Linked DNA regions of Hordeum vulgare: region 1 is linked to region 2. Evidence: chromatin contacts called from public Hi-C data. All regions are on one chromosome and are shown on one strand. The core of a region is the stretch at or near the end of the contact, and the rest is flanking DNA. Distances in the headings are between cores, read along the strand shown.

Region 1 (5,665 bases), core at 56-2,555, 260 kb after region 2:
CTGGTTGGCCCGGTTCAGCACATGCCACAAGAATCTTAAATGATAGCTTGGTCAGGTATGCACATAGGTTTCCTACACTCCTATGAGGTACTAATATTTATTGTTGAGCATTACATACCTGCCTTTACTTGCTTCTCAACAACCATGCAGAACAATGTTGGTTCTCTTTTTATAGGAAAATATTACTTCGTCGATTCCGGAAATCCAAACCATGGAGGATATCTTGCTCCTTATAAAGGTCAAATACACCATGTCCCAGAATTTCATAATGAAAGAAAACCGGTGAAAAAATATGAGGTGTATAATCATGCGCATTCTTCACTTAGAAATGTTGTTGAACGATCATTTGGAGTGCTCGAAGCTAAATGGGGCATCTTGAAGGGTACCCAATTTCAACTCTCGTAGGCAAAAAAGATTATTATTGCTTGTATGTCGTTGCACAGTTACATTCGTAAGACCAAGTTGCCCGACGAGGAATTTGACAAATATGATGAAGATGAGAATTATGTTCCTGATGAGGATTTAGGAGTAAAGCCTGATTTTAATTTACTTCGGCAAAAACAATCAAAACACGAAATTTAGCAACACTGAGAGTCCGAGGACAAAAAAAAGAAAGAAGGGCTGAAAGCGCAGTTCTAGGCGCTACTAGCGCAGATTTGGGGTCGGGTCGGCGGGGCCTTTCCGAATCGGCGCGCGAACGGTTCCGAACAGTTTCTCGCAAACGCATCTGATTCGTGTCAGCCCGGCACGCAGCCGCTCCGACCACCCATTCTCCTCGCCCTAGTAGTCTGGCGCAAACACGTCTTTGGTTGTTTCTTCTTACCCAAATACTACAGTACAATTATACAAACATCGGCGTAACACGTCGCACATTTGCGTGTGCGCGTGCATGCAAAGCAGAATAGCGTGCGCGTGCAAAGCGTCCGTGGGTTCGCTGGCCTAAATCCGTCGCAACTATAGCAAAGCTGCGGCGCTCGACATGCACATTCGCACCACCCCGGTTGACATCAAGCATCCCCGCCCCCGCAGAGAAAAATAAAGTTGACATGAGGCAGGCGCAAAGGAGAGAGATCCGCACCGCCACCGCGTGTGCTCAGCAAATTCCTCTTCTCGTTGCCCGAAAGTCGCGACAGCGCCTTCACTAGTAGAGCCGCGTCCCGCCCCGCGTCCGCTGCTCCGCGCGCGACCCTCACCGCCCCCGTAGCAGCAAAGCCAGCCAGCACGACCAGCTGGCGCGGCATCGCACGTCGCACCCGGGCCCTCCTGTCCTGTGTCCTCACCGCGAGTGCCCGCACCACGCGGCGACGACGCATTCCACTCCCCTTGAAATCTCCCTCTCTCTCTCTCTCTTTCTCGCTTCGCCTCCGAGAAGCTCGGTCTCACCTCACGCACCACCAACACAGTCTTCTCCCCGCCCCGATCACCGTACCGACCGACGGACCGCGAGCGGCGCCGCGGCTGACCCAGCGTACGTGATGTGGCGCCATGCGGCGGCCCGGCGGTCGGCGCAGATCCGGCGGCTCCTGTCCACGTCCGCCCCCTCGGCGGGCGCCGGCGCCGCCGTGCGCGGCCCCTGCATCGTGCACAAGCGCGGCACCGACATCCTCCACGACCCCTGGTACAACAAGGTACCCGCCCCCGCCCCGCCCCGCCTCGCCGCCCCTCCCTCGATCCCGCCATCCGCGCGCGCCTTGGCGGTTTCCGATTTCACTTCGATTTTCGTTTCGCGCAGGACACGGCGTTCCCCCTCACGGAGCGCGACCGCCTCGGCCTCCGGGGCCTGCTCCCGCCGCGGGTCATGTCCTTCGAGCAGCAGTACGAGCGCTTCAGTGAGTCGTCTAGCCCCCACACCCTCACTCGCACTGTCGCGTCATTGTATTGTTCACGCTAGCCCCACCGGCCGTATGTATCCCTCCCGAGATCACGCCTATCTTTTTGGTCGCTAATGTCGCGAGCGCTCCGTGTCGCAGTAAACTCGTACCATTCGCTGGAGCACAACACGCAGGGGGAGCCCGATTCCGTGGTCTCGCTGGCCAAGTGGAGGATCCTTAACAGGCTGCACGACCGGAACGAGACGTTGTACTACAGGGTGAACTCCCACTGTCACACTTCCCATTGGTTGGCATGCGCGTGTCTTTTTAGTCACCGCAAGGAGGTGTTTGATGTGTGTGTGTGTGTGTGGTGCTATGGTCTGTTTCTGCTGCAGGTGCTAATTGACAACATCAAGGATTTTGCGCCCATCATATACACCCCTACTGTGGGCTTGGTCTGCGAAAACTACAGCGGGCTGTTCAGGCGTCCCCGCGGGATGTACTTCAGTGCAAAGGATAAAGGGGAGATGATGTCGATGATTTACAACTGGCCAGCAGAGAAGGTACACTTGACTATTTCGGGAACTTGATTTATATATTTTTTGCTACCAATGTAGTTGGACACAGGAGGTTCAGGTTATTCCAGGTAGCGGTTTTATGAATGCAGTATAATATCAATATGGAAATTTTAGCTGGCGTCCTATCAATATCAATGGAACACTAATTTGTTCTCTAGTTGTTTACCCTTTTTTAAAAGCCAGTCTGTAGCTATATCCATCTGAATTGCTACACAATAATATTAGTGGGTTTCCAGAGTTATGTACCTGTACTGAACTTTCTTCGTTGCTTATTTCAGGTTGACATGATAGTTGTGACTGATGGGAGTCGCATTCTAGGTTTAGGTGATCTTGGAGTTCAGGGCATAGGCATACCTATTGGTAAACTTGATGTTTATGTTGCAGCTGCTGGTATCAACCCACAGAAGGTATGTGATTTGCTACTTTTTTGGAACATAGAAAGAACATCAGTTAATGGCACCCCCCCTTTTTATATTTGTCCATTCTCCTTGCAGGTTCTCCCAATAATGCTTGACGTGGGAACAAATAATGAAAAACTCCTTGAAGACAAGCTATGTGCGTAAGATGCATTAAACACAACTTCTGAAACATTATAAAATGTTTTTTTATCTAGTTTTGTGACAAGCACAGTTGAGCATAGTCAGCATACTCAGATTAACTTGAAGTTCTACTCATTCTTCTTTATAAGGAAACAAAGTAGAAACTCTTACTGTTTGGAGTAAATGCCTGCATCATAGTGTTGCTTATTAAGTGAATATTTTCTTAGATTTAGGATTGAGGCAACCTAGGTTGGAAGGAGAGGAATACTTGGCTGTTGTAGATGAGTTCATGGAAGCTGTTCATGCACGGTGGCCTAAAGCAATTGTGCAGGTACGTGTGTGCTGCAGTCATACTTTGGTTGCTAAGTCAATGATGCTCCATTGCTGAAGTGGTGAAATTTCAGTTTGAAGACTTCCAAATGAAATGGGCATTTGAAACTCTTCAGAGGTATCGGAGCCGATTTTGCATGTTCAATGATGATGTGCAGGTACTTTGATTCCCCAACTTTGTTTTCTGTAAGTTATTAGCACTCTTTTGTTTATTTCAGTTTTAATTCATCATTTCTTGGGGCCTTCATATTCGATAGGGGACAGCAGGAGTTGCTCTAGCTGGTCTACTTGGAGCTGTTAGAGCACAAGGTCGACCCCTCGCAGATTTTACTAAGCAGAAGATAGTTGTGGTGGGAGCTGGAAGGTCCGTGATACGTTTGACATGCTTGTACAATTACCTCAGCCTATTGCATATAAACTATTGCTCGTCAAAATTCTGTTTTGTCCATTCTAACACCTCTTCAGAATCCAGTGCTGGGATAGGTGTGCTTAACATGGCTAAACATGCAATGCTAAGGATGCCAGGGACCCATAAAATTGGAGAACTCGGCGAAGGACACAATCAATTCTGGGTTCTGGACAAAGATGTAAGTTTAATTTATCCAATCAAACACATTGTTTCATGCTTTTTACCAGTTTGCGTGTCATATGTATTCAATTTCCACTTTCATGCTAAGTCCTGGTTGCAATAGGTTGGTTATTTATGTGCGACTGTTATGCTGTACCATGCAGGGCCTTATTACCAAAAGTAGAAAGGATCTGGATCCAGCCGTTGCTCGTTTTGCTAGAGGTTACGGTCCTGAAGAGGTCGAAGATCTCCATGAGGGGGCTAGTCTTGTTGAAGTGGTATTTAAACTTTGATGTTCTTTGTTCATTCTTAATCAATATTATTAGCAGAAAAGACTTCCAACTCCTTCTGTAGTTGAACTAATTCAGCTCATTGTCAGGTCAAGAAAGTGAGGCCTCATGTTCTTTTAGGACTATCTGGAGTTGGCGGGATATTTAACGAGGAGGTAAGCTCCATCGTTGTGTAATCTTATTATCTCATCACTGCTGGAAGCTGATGGTGTTTCTTCTATTTATTTCCCCCTTTTTACCTGTCCAGTCCTATGGACCCTCATACCAGGTTCTTGTTTGTAGCAGCAGGTAGTCCATTTTAAGCTTAGTAAAGGACTGTGAACGCCCTATCCCGATTCCCTTATCTAAAAATACTTGAATGTATTGATAAATACACTCTCATAATACTAGAGATTTATTGTGCCCAGCTATGTGTGATGAACACCTTGAGGTAGAACATTTGTGCCAAGAAGTTCCAGTTGACCTTACAAATTCACCATTGTTACATTTAAGAATCACATCTCTGGCTATATGCTACTCCCTCCGTCCCAAAATAAGTGATTCAAAAGTGAGTCTATTTTGTACTAAAGTTAGTACAAAAGTGAGTCATTTTTGAGTCACTTATTTTGGGACGGAGGAAGTATTTAGCATGCTTCATCATGATTCAGAATGGTCTCATGAACAATGACAGCCTCAATTATGTATATCTTGTGTTAGAAAAAAAATCGTCTCCTTTCTTGATCTATAACATTAAATTGGCTAGAATAGTATTGGTGATTCATAATTGTAGGGTCATACCTATTGTGATATAGTGATGTTTATAATTTCACATGCCCTAATCTATCACAATCAGCAGTTGAGCTTTAACTTAGGAATATTGCATCACTCCAGGTTCTCAAGGCTATGAAAGAATCCGACTCCCCCTGCCCTGCAATTTTTGCAATGTCCAACCCAACAACTAAAGGTTTCTCCCTATATTTACTTGCAAATACTTAAAAATAAGCACTAACATTGGCCTTTTCTTGTTACAGCTGAATGTACGCCTGAAGATGTATTCAAGCATGTTGGTGAAAATGCAGTATTTGCTAGTGGAAGCCCTTTCAGTAATGTTACTTTAAGTAAGTCATGTTTAATCTCATTTGATTTGTTTGCATACTATAAATCCTTGTCAGCGACTGCTAATGCTAATGCTACGACCGGGTTGTCCCAGGCAATGGTAGAAAAGGCTATGCTAATCAAGCAAACAACATGTATCTGTTTCCTGGGTATGATAATCTTTGTGTCTTCCCTTGGAGTCTCTGGTTTTTGTTTTCACTGTCTCTGGTTTTTGTTTTCACCTGATCTAAGTTTCTGTGAAATACAGGATTGGTTTAGGAGCCCTTCTTTCAGGTGCTCGGCATATATCGGATGGCATGCTACATGCTGCAGCTGAGTGGTAAGTCTCGCTTGATAGGATTTAAGATTGACCAAGTCCATAAAAAATATATCAACATCGACTACAGCAAAATAGTTTCATTAGATTCTTTATAAAATATATTTACGTAGTATTATATATATTTCACATTTTTAC
Region 2 (5,606 bases), core at 1,073-3,572:
ATAAGAAAATGTCCAGTTTCTTGGTTGCGATTCAATGGAAGAGTGTGCCCTGGGATCGATCCTCGGAACAACGGCCGCTGCCTACTAAGGTGGTCATGGACGACCAATATAGCAACCACCATCCCGTCATCGTCGGATGAGGAATCATTGGAGCCGCATAGGAAGTTGTGGAAAAAGATCTCGTCGACGGAGTACATTTGTACCTTTGGGGCAAACCGTCAAACAGCTTGCGGGTGTCGTCGAAGAAACTGGCCGGCGAAGAGACTCATGCCTGCCCTGGACCAGGTAGGTGTCCTGGCAGCATCCGACGAGCGTCGCGGCGTTATCAAAGGAGTTGGCCGAGGGCGCAGGACCGAGGTGGTGCTTGCGGCGACGTCGGGAAGGAAGCTCCAGTGACCCAGCGGTGAGGTGGTGGTGGCGGCGGCGTGGGAAGGTGGCGTGCTACGGAGGAGGTATGTGGACGTGGGCTGCTGACGAGGGCACTGACACCGGGGCGTCAGCGGCGTGGGGCGGGGGTGGGCGGGGGTCGTTGTCGATGGGGAAGAAAAAGAATGACCAGTGTGCCATTGGCTAGCGGACCACGGAAGGAGTAGGCAGGCATCGCATGCGTCCGTCCCTCGTGTCCGGGTCAACGAAAATGAGGCTCAAATTTCTGCTGGAAATGAGTCGGGATGAAAGAAAAGCGGACGCACGTCCGTTTGAATCGACACGTTGTTCCAATTTTTATGTACGTTTTGACCTAAACAGACGTGTGCGAATGAAATAGGTGGAAGGATATGATATGGTACCGCACTTCACCGCACTGTACCGGGTAACGATAGAAGATGCAGATAGGATACCGCACTCTAGTTTCAGTGCAAAGCTGCAGCCCTTTCTGCTGGTTGCCGGCTGGTCATTTTTCAGTCCAGTTGTAGGAGGTGACCGACTCTGTTGTCTGTAAACACGTCTCCTTGGATTACAGTCTATCCATCGCTACCGTTTTCCTGCTTGCAAATTCCCTGCAAATCAGCACGATTTGTAGATCGGGTAGTACTACTACGTAGTAGCGTTGCAGTTTCGGGTGAATCCTTGTGCCTTTTCCAGTGAGCCCATGCTTGGAAAGAACCTGCGAATTGCCTAAACTTGCTTGCAGACTAGTAGTAGTAGCAGCAGCGAGAGTTGTACGTTTTTTTTCTTCTCTGTACTCTCAAAGAAACGACATAGAAAATTAGAATTCACCAGTCGTCGATCGTGACACCAAGGTAGCATTCAGGTAGGGATGCACATGCATGACCGTATGAGTGTCTGACCAGCTCAAGTCGTTATAAAATATAAGGATAATATACCAGCCGTCGTCTCACCGGCTTGAACGAAACTACTACTACCACCACCACCACGACCCTCAACCATCCTGAGGCTTTGTTTGATAGAAGTGGATTGTGGAAGTTTAGGAAGAAGAGGATTTGATGAATCCCTTCTTTTCACCCAATCCTTTTAAATTTTTAGGGTTTTGCTTTCATCAGTTTCTCGAGGTGGATCCTGAAACACATGGATAAAAAAGGATTGAAGGGGAACGAAAAGGATTCGGCTAAGCAAACCCCTCTTATCAAATGGACGTTCAAGGTTCTATGGGGTTTCTGACCCTTTCGAAATTTTTCGTGCCAAACGAGGCCTGAAGGAACATAAGCAAAAACAAATTGAGGGTTACAGAAGTCTCCATGTCTTCCTAGATTGTAGCACGCCGTACTTATTTAGGGCCTCTTTAATTCGCAGGATTTTGAAAACACGGGAATAGGAAAAGTAGAGGGTTGGAGTGGCATGTCCATTTGAATCCTATATGATTAACAAGGAGTGTTTGATGCCATAGGAAAAACAAAGGAATTGTAAAAAGGGGTTGAAATGGATGTTAGATTTCCTATGAATGTAGTACAAAAGATTTCATAGGAAAAAATCCTATGGATCCAATCCTATGAATCAAAGGATCAATGTAGGAAAAATTCCTAAGGATTTCAATCCTCTAAAAATCCTATAGAATTCTTTGAATCAAAGGAGCCCTTACTCCAAGTAATGCGTAGGATTTGACCTCCTTGTATGTGGGCTCTGGAAACGGCTCGAGCTTGGAATTTGGAAAACTCGTGACCGGAAGACCAGATAGACTTCGGCAAGGAAAACAGGCAGGACTTCTCAAAGTTAACAAAGTGTTTTTTTCGAAAGAGAACTGCACTCGTTTTGGGGATGAAACTTCCACATTTTTTGTCCCGAGAATGAATAATGTTCCAATCAGAAGCAGGCCTCCGATAGCGATACCTGACTCTGGCGCAGCGCGCGGGAAATGGCGTGTTTCCGGTGAGGAACGATGAGGAGCTGACTGACAGAGACTCGTCCACACCGGTTCAGTCAGTCAAGTGTTTTCACAATGAGATGCCGTTTCGTTCTCTTGTGCCAAGTAGAGAAACTCATGCTCAAAATACTCAGATTCTCTTCAATCTATATTGGTAACAATCCAACTGCTTACCGAATTGCACGCTAATTAATCCTGGCCTGACGCCCCTTCCAGACCCCGGCAGCTAGTTTACGTCTTAAATCCTTCATATATTTGGTTTGGTCCAGGTTCGGACGTTTAAAAATATCACATTCTTATTGTTAATCAAATATCACGTCAAACAGACAGGAGTTGACACTGATTTCCATTTCGGAAGCAAATACACGGAACTGTGCTGTACAGTACTACAGTAATGCGTTGGTAATGTCATCGCTGGTGCCGCGTAACGACCGGGCGGCGACAAGCATCTGGCTTTTTGTATCCGCGACGATCTCTTCCGTTTCCCCACTGGATCCTGCCCCTGCCTGTTACTGAATGTGTTCCTGTAATTCGTGGTGGCATGACGGAGTGTCACGGTCTTTAACGACTGACTCCACTCTACTATGCGAATCAAGAAGAAGAAGATCTTCCATGAGTGGAGCTTGTTTAGAATGGTCGCGCACGATTCACGTACGGTACGCGTGCCTTGGTCCACGCAGGAAAACGACTCCGGTTAGTCGCCGGCAGCAGCGTCCCCAAATCACCCTCACCAGTTATGCGCAATAAATTTTCCCTCTCTTCATTTCAAGAAGGAAGCTTTTGGGATCATCAGTCGTTTACAGAGCTTCTCCCCAGGAAAGATTAGCAGAATGGCTAACAAAGTGGCACGTGAGATTTTTTTTTTTTTTTTAAAAAGAAATACAAAACTTCGAAACTACACTTCCAATATAGTGAATTTCAAATATATGCCTCCTCGTCCTCTGTTGGGCCGAAGAGGTCCTCTCCATCCTCGTGTGGACTGAAAAATGACTCTTCGTCCTCGCATGTGCCGAAGACGCTTTTCATCCCGTTTGGACCGAAGAGCTCTCTTTGTTCATATAATGACCGAAAAGTGAGGCTCTTTTCACCTGATGATTAAAAAGGCTACTATCTACATTGTCTCACGTAAAAAACATTTGATTTGGGGCTCCACTTGTCAAACCATCGTGCTGACGGGACTGTTTTGATGACACAATTTCATTCAAATGAAGAATATTTTAAACTGTACATATGGAGGGCTAAAACAAGATTAGTTGTAGGTGCCATCAATATCCTAAACATTACCCCTTGTTATATTGTTATTATTGCGAAGTTGGCCTACGCCCACCATCGCAAGCCTACGTCGCGCTCCATGAGAAACATTTCAATTACTCACACACATCTACACATCTAGATGTTGCCAACCTCACAGACATTATTAGTCCTTCTATTAATGTCAATCGCCGCACGCACCATGACCCTTGCCATTCGCGGATGTGAACCGGATGTTGCCAACTTCGGCAATAATCACAATATAACAAGTGGTAATGTCTAGGATATTAGTGGCATCCAGATGAGTACATGTGTGTGATAAATTGAAAAATTTCTGACCAAGGGCGATGTAGGCTTGCAGTGATCAGTGTAGATTGAAAGGCAAAATTCATTCTCTACAATGCACAGTTCAAGCTCTTCTTCATCTCAAGGAATTATACTCACCAATACGATTCTAGTGATGCGAAAGTTTGACTAGAAGGAGTTGTGGTGTATAGGACAGGGTGGATGTGCACGAAACTCTCCGGCCTTCCTCGAATCGAAGACCCACTCTTCGGCTTTGCGTGACCCAAGAGTGATCTTCAGCGCAAAATGAGACAAAAAAGGCCTCTTCAGCCCATGCGAGCCCAACGAAGGATGATGGCATATATTAAAATTTCCTAAAATAGAATTATAGTTTTAATTATTGTAAAAACAAATATTTTTTATGATATTCCTAAGTTTTGCTTTGGGGCTAGGTCTGAGAAATTTGTAGCAGCATGCACGGGCGGAGGTACCCTTGATTACTCGTGTGTGTGGATGTGGTTGGGGGGCAAAGGTGCATGTTTTTAGCGGAGTTGCATGCTACATCCACCCCATCTCATATAATTTTTCATTTCATCTACAAATTTGAATTTATTTATCTTTTCAACCCGAAGTCCCAATTGATTTTTGATTCCATATTTGTGTTCATTGCGACCATAATTTACGAACAAGACCACTCTTGAATACAACTTTTCAAACATATTAAGTTTCAAATATAAAACTTGATATTAGTATTATTAAGTTTTTTATCAACCTTCACCAAGTTCCATTTGCTTTTTGTGTTTAGGGCTTAGGGCTCAGATTTATGTTTTAGTTTTATTTTTTGAACTTGATGAATTTATCATTCATCTCTACCGAGTTTTAGTATTTGAAACTTGATGTAGTTTTTAAAACTTGTCAAAATCTATTCAAGGGTGATCATGTTTTAGAGGCCTCGTAGCACCAATCATGAATATGCCAAAAAAAATGGACTTTTAGCTCAAAGAATAGATTGAAATTTAGAAGTCAAAAGAACAAGCATGAGAAGTGGGATGAATGGGTCCTATAGTCAACGCTAAAAGTTACGTGCATGCAATAATTTAGCCCTACACATGTACAAGTTTCCCAATCTTGATATAGTCATGCAGCCTAGAATCTGCGAGCCCACCCATGCATGCTACTCCCTACTTTTCGGTTTATAGGGCTCATGTAAAAAAATTCAGATTTTTGTTATATTAGGCTCATTTTATTAGCATAAATCCTTTCATGGTTAGGTTTGATGGCTTGTTGATTAGTAGTGTTTTGCATCCAACGCGGTTCTATGTGAGTCTGTCGATCTGTCTCGACGCACCCGCTATATAAACGTGTTCAGGCACCGGGCAAGAACGACACCCCACCTTCACTCTCACCATCTCCCCTTGTACAAACCCGTCATGGCCTCCGGTGAGCACAAGAAGTAGTTCTCCAGCATTGGAGCGACCATGGCCTCCAACAAGCAAAAGGAGTTCTCCGCCATTGTAACGGGCTGGGTTACCCGGCAAGCCAACCCTATATAGGTGTGCGTATGGCAAACCCTACATATCCACAATTGACCGGTTGCTAGACCGGTTGTACCAGCATGTCTGGTACTTCCGGTGCAACTAACGCTAGAGGGGTGAATCCCTCTGGTTGTAGTGCTCTAGGTGGGTGCAGAGTGGTTGTATCGCCTGAGACTTAGCCTCCACCGAGAAGACTATGGGGCGGTTATAACGGC

The links. Hi-C and Micro-C count contacts between places; a contact is called where the count stands out from the background.
Region 1: a contact with region 2 is called in a Hi-C map of leaf, with 4 times the contacts expected there. The contact joins the promoter of LOC123433416 here to the enhancer-like site in region 2. A contact is called at or near these places in 3 of 6 Hi-C or Micro-C datasets (leaf and an unstated tissue).

Annotation. Positions count from the first base shown.
Region 1 is chr1H:316,151,853-316,157,517 of MorexV3_pseudomolecules_assembly, forward strand. LOC123433416 (NAD-dependent malic enzyme 59 kDa isoform, mitochondrial) reads left to right here and starts at 1,306. Exons shown (of 19, transcript XM_045115454.1): 1 at 1,306-1,628; 2 at 1,733-1,829; 3 at 1,971-2,089; 4 at 2,207-2,374; 5 at 2,668-2,796; 6 at 2,884-2,944; 7 at 3,156-3,259; 8 at 3,333-3,416; 9 at 3,516-3,622; 10 at 3,731-3,845; 11 at 3,991-4,104; 12 at 4,206-4,271; 13 at 4,987-5,059; 14 at 5,127-5,213; 2 more. The coding sequence starts at 1,476.
Region 2 is chr1H:315,890,504-315,896,109 of MorexV3_pseudomolecules_assembly, forward strand. No RefSeq gene overlaps it. Among protein-coding and RNA genes, the nearest start is that of LOC123410209, 36 kb to the left of the region's middle. Within about 2 kb of position 2,323, at least 1 of the 3 cell types and tissues checked has open chromatin away from gene starts, as enhancers often do. A contact at or near this core is called in leaf, where this site is marked.